Regions from separate parts of the Mus musculus genome. Here regions 2 and 3 are each linked to region 1. A link is a contact called in public Micro-C and promoter capture Hi-C data. All regions are on one chromosome and are shown on one strand. The core of a region is the stretch at or near the end of the contact, and the rest is flanking DNA. Distances in the headings are between cores, read along the strand shown.

Region 1 (3,105 bases), core at 203-2,702:
ACCACCCTGACAAGGCATTCCTTAGGACCTTCTAGCCATCTCCCAACTGCCCACAGTGCTACTTTACCCTCATCCCAGGCAGCCTGCATCAAAGGAATCTCCTGGGTTTTTTTTGACCTCCTCTGGAAAAAGCAAATGAGTCTGGCAGCAAATTGTTCCTGACTTGATATCTTTTGGAGTGTCTTATTCACATGTAGTGACAACTCTCTCTCTCTCTCTCTCTCTCTCTCTCTCTCTCTCTCTCTCTCTCTCTCGTCATTTGTTTGTTGCATTTTTATCTAAACACTAACAGTTCAAATGCTCCAAAGTAGGGAATCCTGGTCTCACCTTGGTATTCCACTCCCACATCTCAGGGTTCTTCCTCTCCGTAGAACAGAATCACACCCCCTGCCTTCCTCTTACCCCTCCTTGCCTCCAGGAAGGATACCATGGGGTTGGGTTCTCTTAAGACAGCAGCATTAATATGCTTGGTCATTCCTTCCCTGGAACAGGTCTGCAGAGTCGCTACATTGGAATTCTCCCTCTCCCTGAAGGGGTCTGTCTGTAACAGCCCCCTCTCTCTTGCCTTGTAGCCACCCTCTACTACCACCTCAGCTTCACTTTCCTCTGAAATGCCAAAGCAAGATGAAATTGATGAAGTCGGCGTGTTCTTCCCTAATGGGGTGAGCCAGGCTTTCTGAGCACCCCGCATAGTGACCAGGGCAAGGGACTTGGATCCTGAAGACCGGGCAGCAGATTTGAACTGGACCACCAATCACCAGCTGCGAGACTTTAGGCAAGTTCTTTTAGCTTTCCTGAACTTATCTGTCTAAGCTCGCTGGGGCTGGCTTGAAATATGTGCTCTTGATTTTGTTCCATTATCTACGCTGACTACATTTAAAGGTTTGTACTTTTTTTTTAAAGGGGGGAGGAAGAAAGTGGGGTATGGGGGGGTAAGTAAGGCTATCAAAGACTGGTTCTCCTCCGATGTTCTGGAAAGGCTGAGAGAGGGACTGGCCCCGGGCATCCTTCAGAGCCTGGCCTGCCTCGGGGCAGCTAGCCTCTATTAGCACCTGCCTCCCCTCCCCCATGTTTAGCCATAGCTGGGTCCAGCGAAGCTCTTAAGGGTAGGTGAGAGAGTTCTTGGAAGGCTCAGCTTCCACAGGGTTCCCCCCCACCCCTCTCCCCCTTTCTAGACTCCTTGATGGTATGGAACCACTTCTCTTACCCCCACTGTCCTCCTCTGCGAAGGTTGGTAGCGGCAATCCGCCAGCTTCCCGCGCTCCAGTCAGTTCTACCATCATCGGGCGTCTTGCCCTGGGCTGGCTTCCCTGCTCCCCATTCTCTCCGCCGCCCGGGAGCTCCCCCTCGGGGCGGCGCGAGGCGGCAGCCTGCGGGGTTGGCGACAGCGCGGGGGAGAGGGGCGGCTGCTGCAATCCTCCCGCCCACGTGCACCGACGGCAGCGAAGCGCCAGCAGTCGCCAGGGCCCGCGCCTCCCGCGCGGGTGGGTGCTTCACCTCTGGGGCTGGTGGGGGACCCGTAACCTGAGTCCCACCGCCGGGACCTCTATTTGCATAACCCGACCCCCCATTTCTTCCCTACCCAGGCTGGAGATGAGAGTCGGGCTCCCCACCGAGGCGTCGTCTTGCCTGTGGTCAGCGCGGGGGCCGCGGGACTGGCCGGAGCGCAGGCGGAGCGGGCTGGCGCACGTGGTAAGAGCACCACTATTTCTTCCTTTTCTCCCCCCTCTCCCTTCGAAACAGGGCTTTGCAGGGTTTTTAAGAGGGTGGGATACCCACAGAGGTTTCGCTGAGCGTTCTCTCCTGTCCCCTTTGAATTTGATCCCCAATTGGAAAGGAGATCGCGCGCAGAGCACGATCGAGAAACTTTCCCAGATAATGCTTTTGGGCGTTTGAAGTAATGGCGAGGACCATTCCCGGGAGAACAACTTTCACGGTTGGCACGAGGAGAACAGCGCTGCTCAGAGAGCGGCGACAAGCCGGCTCCTGGTGGCACTGGGGCTCCCCTGACCACCGTACTCCAATAGGGCAGGAGCCGGCGCGCTGCGGCCGCGGGCATCGCAGGTGATGGGCGGGAGAGCGCCTGCAGCGCCGCGCTCCCTCCACGGCGTGGCGCCGTGGCTCCTGCCCGCTGGGGATCCTCGCTGCTCCGGGTAGCGTGGGTCAAGAAAGAGAACAGCCTAGCCCGGTCTGAATCCCTTTTCTGCGGGACTTTGAAGCTGAGAAGGGCAGGGCAGTTTCCCAGCTTGCGTCTGCTATCCCAGGCTACGTAGATCCCGGAGCCTCGGGCTTGGGTACCCTGCAGTAGCCAGAGCGCATCGGAAGAGGGCTGGGCGCGTGGGGAAGGTGGGAACCGAGTGTCCGGAGGGCCAGCAGTTTTAGCTCTCTTAAAAGTTTTTGGTCATTTAGCAGGAAGCTTTCTCCTGGAAGGGCTTGTTTATTTATTGACTTATTTATTTGCCGGGGAAAACACGTGTGGGGGCCATGGCTACCAGAAACTGTGCCATTTGTTGTCACTCAGCGCAGAGGAAGCTCTAAGCAAGGGCGTGGGGGGGGGGCTATTCCTGGGGTAGACCTTAGGCGCGGGTGGTAGGATGCACCCCTCCCCGTGGGGGGGGTGCGGGGGGTTGGTGAGTTGTGAAGATGAAGGCAGTGTCTTCCTAGGATATCCTGACTGTCGCCAGGCAGGCAGGCGCACACACGCGCGCTGTCAAGAGGGAGGAGGTGTGTAGTGTGTAGCGTAAGGTGTGTTGAGTGGGTTTGTAAGAGGGCAGCGGAGGAGGGAGAGTGTGTAGCGGAAGTGGAGCGAGCGTGGTGTGTGTGTGTGTGTGTGTGTGTGTGTGTGTGTGTGTGTATGCGCATCGGGCAGGGTGAGTGTCCAAGCCTCCATCTGGTCGCCCCCACGCAGCGGACCGCCCAGACACGCCGGGAAGGGCGCCCGCTCTGAGCAGCAGCTGGAGGGGAGGGGGCGGGGAGAGCGCGGGCAGAGGGAGGGGGCGCCTCCGGCCGAGGATCTTTCTCCCCGAAGCTCCCGCAGCCCTTCTGCTCCATTCTCTACCCTAACCCCTACCCTCAAGTTACCTAAAAATACTTAAACAAACAAAC
Region 2 (3,105 bases), core at 204-2,703, 660 kb before region 1:
TCAGTACTCACTGACACAAGCAGATCTTGCTGTTTTAAGATCCCCAATGTGAACAGAGAAGGCAAGTAGTCCCTCAGGTGGGAAAAAAAAAAGTTGTCCCTTTCTGAGACTTCGCTGCTGTTCTTCCCCAACCTCTCTGCCTCTCCCTTCCTTTCTTGATTCGATCTTGGTTTTAGAGACAAGATCTCATGTAGCCCAGGCTGACTTCAAACTGGCTATAAAACCAAGGATGACCTTGGACTCCCAACTGTGTTGTTTTTACCCCTCTGGAATTATGGGCATGTGCCAATGCCTCCATGTCTGGTTTTATGCAGATACTGAGGATGAAGCACATGATTGTAAGGTACTGAGCAAACACTCTAACCTACTGAGCTGACCACACTTGACACCTCTGTGGTGGAGAATTCCCCTTCCTATCATAATTGGTCTCTGTTCTACAGACTATCTTTTAAATAACTTTATATATATATATATGTGTGTGTGTGTGTGTGTGTATATATATATATATGTATATGTATATGTATATATATATATATATATACATATATATGTATATGTGTGTGTGTGTTTTGCCTGTATGTATGTCTGTGTGAAGGTTTCAGATCCTCTAGAACAGGACTTATAGACACTTGTGAGCTGCTAGAAATTGAACCAGGGTCCTCTGGAAGAGCACGCAGTACTCCTAATCTCTGATCCATCTCCCCAGCCCCATCTACAGATTGTCTGTCCTTAAGACACATTGTCATTTTTCTATGCAGCCAATTTCCCTAGAAGAATCTGAGGAGAGAATCCAGCACCTGACTGTGATCAGCTCCAGAGACAGAGAAAGTTTTCTTCTCCTCTGTGGCCATGTTCCTGGTTCCAAAGGCAAGGTAAGGATGTAGATCTCCTAGGAAGGCATACTGAGCAGTTGCTAAACCTTTGCTTTAAAAGCTTTAAGTCTTTGCATTAAAGTCTTAGCAACAAGGACGTTGTCTTTGTTAAGGTTTCATTGCTGTGAACAGACATGACCAGGGAAATTCTTATAAGGGACAACATTTAACTGGGGCTGGTTTACACTTCCAGAGGTTTAGTCCATTGTCATCATGGCAGGATGCATGGCAGTGTCCAGGTAGGCATGGTACCGGAGGAGCCGAGATTTCTACTTCTTCATCCACAGACAGCAGAAGGCACCTGTCTTCCTCAGGCAGCTAGGAGTAGACTCTGATTCCACACTGGGCAGAGCTTAGGCATAGGCTCACCTCAAAGCCCACAGTGAAACACTTCCTCCAAAAAGGCCACACTTACTCAAACAAAGCCATACCTCCTAATAGTATCATTCCCTGTGGGCCAAGCATTCAAACACACGAGTCTGTGGAGGCCAAACCTACTCAAACCACCACAGACACTTCAAGAAAAGAAGGATGATTTACCAAAGGACATGTAGATATGAGAGTGGTTTTTAGAAACCAAAGAACCCAATGACTAAACCAAAACAGTAGGAAAACATTAGCCATACCCAGGACCTGAGAGCTGACTCTACCACGGAAAGGGCACCAAACCCAAGCCATTTCCAGAGTGGCAGATTAAAAACAGAACATGCCCCCCCCCCCCCCCCCGCCTCTTCTGGCCAGACTCACGTGGAGGAGAGCCAGCAGTTAAGACAGTATTAGAAATGTCAGCCTCTGGCACAGCCCTGGGCTGGACAGAACAGTGGGTGGTAAGGGAGGCCAAAACCAGTACCACAAACCTGGAACCACCAACCCCGCTGAGGGATGCTGTCCTGATTCCCCAAGCCAGTCCTTGTCCATGTCAGAGACAGAATCCTCCCCATGCTTGGGGGCTACTCACTCTACTAGCTCTGACATTTGAACAAAACTGCTGGTTTCCCATGTCCACTGGGAATTACTTGTGCTTCAACAAATTCATTTTATCTGTGAAACCAGAAAAGATGGACTTTTTTTCTTCATCTCTATTTTTTCCCATTTTTGAAATTTACCTACTCTAGAGAAAGAAACTCTTCCAGAATCGTTTGCATAGGAGAATATTTGCTTAAGAACATGAATTTTTTTTAGGGTGACATCAAAGTTGTATCAAGTTCTCAGATGTTTTCAGCTCAGTACCACAAACATTTATTGAGCAATGAGTTGATTGCAAGGCATTGTGGGAAGTTCAAAGACAAGTTACAGATGGTGTCCAACCCTCCCCCCAGGGATGGTAACACATCTGTCCAAAGACAGACTATGACATATGTTCTCATAAAGATTACTTGGTAGGCTAAGATAGCCTTGAGGGACTTACTAGAATCTGAAGATGAACAGAACTTTGATCAATGGGAATTTAGAGGGACAAAGAAGGTTACTTCATGCAGTGGTCTAAATGTTTCCCCTTCAAAACTTAAATTGCTGTTTAATTAGCACTAAGACAGTTTTAGAAAGGTGTGGTGGCTAGTTTTAGGTCAACTTGACACAAGCTAGATTCCCTGGAGAAGAGGAAGACTCAACTGAGAAAATGCCTCCATAAGATTGAACTGTGGGGAAGCCTGTAGGGTATTTTCTTAATTAGTTATTGATGTTAGCGGGCCCATTGTGAGTGGACCCATCCCTGGGCAGATGGTACTGAGTTCAAAGAAAGCAGGATGAGTATGCCAGTAAGCAGCACTCTTCCACAGCCTCTGCATCAGCTATACAAATTGACTAACACTTCAAACACAGGAGGTATCACTTTGGTAAACTGCTTTCTCAGATCAAGAGTTTGTAAACTCAGTGACTTTAGCAGTACATTCAGATGCAAAAGTTAGTTAATTTATTAATTAAAAGATGGTGAATACAAGCTTTCTAGAGAGCATTAGCATTCTGTTCTGCTCAATCCCACAATTTAGTGAGAAACAGGAGCCAAAGGCATAGTGGGAATTGTGGGAGCATTCTGTCACCAATTCCAGAGTTATTTCAGACCACAGGGATTAAATTATTTGACCTATGACCCCACACATCAATCTTTAACAGAATGTCTGACAGAATCACCTACAGGCCAATCTAATGGAGACATTTTCTCAATTGGCATTCCCTATACCCAGACAACACTAGCTTGTACCAAGTTGATAATAAACAAATAATCAAACTCGTA
Region 3 (3,105 bases), core at 266-2,765, 520 kb before region 1:
CCACTAATAAAATGAGTTTACTTTATTGTAAAAGTTTCCCAAAACACACATGCAGAGCCACCCACATTTGGGGCTTGAGATTTAACAGAGATTTTATAAAATTATTTCCACTTAAAGTATTAAAGTACACAGAGTTAAAAAATATATATTAGAAGGAAAAAAATGTTAAGTCAAGGTTAATCGGCAGAATTCCCACTAAAAGACTAACTTGAGAAGTACTTAGGAAAAAAAGATACTTTCTTTTCAGAAAAAATTTAATCTTAGGGTATGTTTCTTAAGAAATAGTACAAACCACAAAACAATGACCCTCTCAAATTTTACCTGTTTCACAAATAAGTCAACCTAAAAGGGAGAGGTCAGAGGACACGCTTTGGAACTTGTGTTCAGATTTCTGTATTTAGATCTTCATTCGTTGTCTCCCCCGCCCCTCCAATGGCAGACAATATTCCAATGAAAAAACCCTACAGTTAATATAAGACAGTATTATAGTAATACCATTAAGGTTCAGGCATTTCTCCAAATGTACAAAAGAGAAAGAAGACGATGTAGCCAAGGGCTGACGTCATTTTAGAGTAGTTACATGTTTTATAATACTGTGGAAGTCTTTGGTGGTGACACATGGAATAAGATCCCTGAAAACACATGAGGAGTTAGTTCTGTCCCAGACCTCTATGTGCTAAAGTGTTTATTGCTAGAAACGATAGCAAGATCTCATTTTTTTAGCCCTAGAAAACACACACAGTGTGTGTGGAGGGGACCTATGAGGAACTGAGGTGGCCGTAGACAATTGTTTATGTAGTAATCAGCTTATTTCTGGTTCCTTTTTGTTTTTCACAGGATTTTTTTTTTTTAATTTCAAATGATGTGTGTATGTGTATCCGTGAGAAAGAATGTTCACATGCACGTAGGTGCCCTTGGAAATCAGAGGAAGGTATTGTACCCCCAGGAGCTGGCACTGCAGGCTGCAGTGAACTAAACACCTGGCTTAGGCACTAAGAACTGAATCCAGGTCCTCTGTAAGAGCAGTATGCATTCTTAAAACAGAGCCATCTCTCCAGCTATGGCTCTTCTTAATACCAGAAAGGAAAAAGAAAGACACAGTATAGACATATCAATTTTTATACTTAAACAACAGCTAAGTACGGGGAATGTTAGTGATCATGCTGAACGACTGGATACTAAGATGAAATGCTAGTAGGCTATAATTTTTGGATACATGTCAAAAGGCAGAGAGAAACAGTGCCTTAAACCGGTTTGTGCATTCGCGTGCTGGTGCTCCAGTTGGCAGTGTGGGTTAAGTCAAGGCACTGTGGTCTATGAATAAATTTACATCTCTTGAAAAAATCAGCATGCTCAAAAGCAGAAACAAACAAGGTGACCCGGTCCTCTTTAAGAGAAACAGAACAAAACAGCGCTTTAGCTCAGCATACAGAGTTCAAAGAAAAGGGCATGCTATGACATGAGACCTTGGGGACAGAAACAAAGCGGGGTAGGACAGTCATCAAGCGCATATGAGCATGTCTACAGCAGGGACAAGCCCGAGCAGGGACCAGGACCGGGAGGGTGAACGGCAGTGAGCAGGTCAGCCAACTTTAGCTCCGAGTCAGGCGGTATCTTTGCTTGAGAATTTTGATTCTAGAACGTGATATTTCTCCCAATTTAAAACGCCTGTGAAGTAGGGTATGGAGCCACACACCTGTAATCTCAGCACTTAGAAGGCGGAGGCATAATGTTGTTGACTCTAGCTGCATATGTATCAAAAGATGGCCTAGTCGGCCATCACTGGAAAGAGAGGCCCATTGGACACGCAAACTTTATATGCCCCAATACAGGGGAATGCCAGAGCCAAAAAATGGGAATGGGTGGGTAGGGAAGTGGGGGGGGGGGAGGGTATGGGGGACCTTTGGGATAGCATTCCAAATGTAATTGAGGAAAATACATAATAATAAAAAATATTTAAAAAAAAAAGGCGGCGGAGGCATCCAGAGTGACCATATACTGGAAGTAAGCCTGGGCTACACAGTGCATTTCAGGCTGGCTAGAGTGAGGCTTAGTCTCAAAACAACTTGGGCATGGTGGGACACACCTCTAATGGCAGCATCTGGGAGGCAGCGGCAGGTGGAGCTTTGTGAGTTTGAGGCCAGCCTGACCTACAGAGTGAATTCCAGGACAGCCAGGGCTACACAGAGAGACTCTGTCTCACAAAACAAAACACCCTCCACCCAAACAAACAAAAGTCAAAAGAAGAAACAAATAGTATACAAACTCATTAAATAATAATAAGTTTGTTTTAACTATCTTTTTTTTTTTTTTTTTTGGTTTTGGGATTGAACTCAAGGCCTTGTGTACCTCAAGCATGGTGTCTATCCTTAGCTCCTAAGGGTAAGTTTAATACTGATACTGGACTTGAATATGATACAATCTTGCCAATTTGTCCCCATGGAGACAAAGTAACTTACTGTACTTATCACATCACCTTATCAGGTAACACGGCCTCTGCAGGGAAAACCACCCATGCCGCACAGCATTGGTTCAGAGCAGGTCTGGTTCATGAGAAATGAATACATCCTGTCCAATAATTTATTGTGGGACTTTATAGATGTTTGAATAGAAATTAAAGAATCCTTTTCGAAAGGAAGAGGCTATTAGTCAAAGCAAAGTAGATGGAGATACAAGATTAAATTGGGGAGGAAAAAGATTGAATTTTTATTTCGTGTTAAAAATATTAACAATGTGATTCTGTGTAGAAAATATTCGTAGTATCAAGAGGTCATTGTGTGTGTGGGCCATTCAGGCACCCCCATGTAAGCATTGTTTGATATTGAAAATTTGATTATTCATCACCCCAATATGATTTAGTGTCCACAATGTCCAGTTAGTAGGGCAACCTAAAAGGAGCTGAGTTCAATCCCTCTAAATCTGTTAGATTAAAAAGAAGGCCTTTAGCCTGGTCTCCAGAGTGAGTTCCAGGAGAGCCAGGGCTATACAGAGAAACCCTGTCTCGAAAAAAAAAAACCCAAAAATAAAATAAAATAAAATAAAATAAAAGATGGCATTTTTCTGGAAGCCTGTTACGTAGCATCAATGGTGTTTGTGTTTTACCCT

The links. Promoter capture Hi-C pulls out the DNA fragments that hold promoters and counts their contacts. A called contact is a pair of places that touch in the nucleus more often than the background predicts.
Region 2: a promoter capture Hi-C map of the SN4741 cell line shows a contact between it and region 1, with 2.3 times the contacts expected there. The contact joins the enhancer-like site here to the promoter of Egr2 in region 1. A contact is called at or near these places in 4 of 39 promoter capture datasets (the C10 cell line, the SN4741 cell line, cranial neural crest and 1 more), 2 of 484 Hi-C or Micro-C datasets (B cells and CD8 T cells), 7 of 115 datasets of contacts at active chromatin or transcription factors (bone marrow-derived macrophages, embryonic stem cells, large pre-B cells and 2 more) and 3 of 9 other capture datasets (adipose tissue, embryonic stem cells and liver).
Region 3: a Micro-C map of embryonic stem cells shows a contact between it and region 1, with 3 times the contacts expected there. The contact joins the enhancer-like site here to the promoter of Egr2 in region 1. A contact is called at or near these places in 2 of 39 promoter capture datasets (cranial neural crest and pre-B cells), 1 of 484 Hi-C or Micro-C datasets (embryonic stem cells) and 2 of 115 datasets of contacts at active chromatin or transcription factors (memory CD8 T cells and pancreatic cancer cells).

Annotation. Positions count from the first base shown.
Region 1 is chr10:67,534,047-67,537,151 of GRCm38.p6, forward strand. Egr2 (early growth response 2) reads left to right here and starts at 1,453. Exons shown (of 4, transcript NM_001373983.1): 1 at 1,453-1,484; 2 at 1,587-1,692. The coding sequence starts at 1,594. Gm32255 (a long non-coding RNA gene) reads right to left here and starts at 2,134. Exons shown (of 4, transcript XR_380523.3): 1 at 1,208-2,134.
Region 2 is chr10:66,869,733-66,872,837 of GRCm38.p6, forward strand. No RefSeq gene overlaps it. Among named protein-coding and RNA genes, the nearest start is that of Gm31416, 37 kb to the left of the region's middle. Within about 2 kb of position 1,454, at least 12 of the 459 cell types and tissues checked have an H3K27ac peak or open chromatin away from gene starts, as enhancers often do. A contact at or near this core is called in CD8 T cells, the SN4741 cell line and memory CD8 T cells, where this site is marked.
Region 3 is chr10:67,009,191-67,012,295 of GRCm38.p6, forward strand. Reep3 (receptor accessory protein 3) reads right to left here. Exons shown (of 8, transcript NM_178606.5): 8 at 1-3,105. All of the region lies in intron 1 of Gm31763 (predicted gene, 31763), which reads left to right. Among named protein-coding and RNA genes, the nearest start is that of Gm31763, 5.7 kb to the left of the region's middle. Within about 2 kb of position 1,516, at least 15 of the 459 cell types and tissues checked have an H3K27ac peak or open chromatin away from gene starts, as enhancers often do. A contact at or near this core is called in embryonic stem cells, where this site is marked.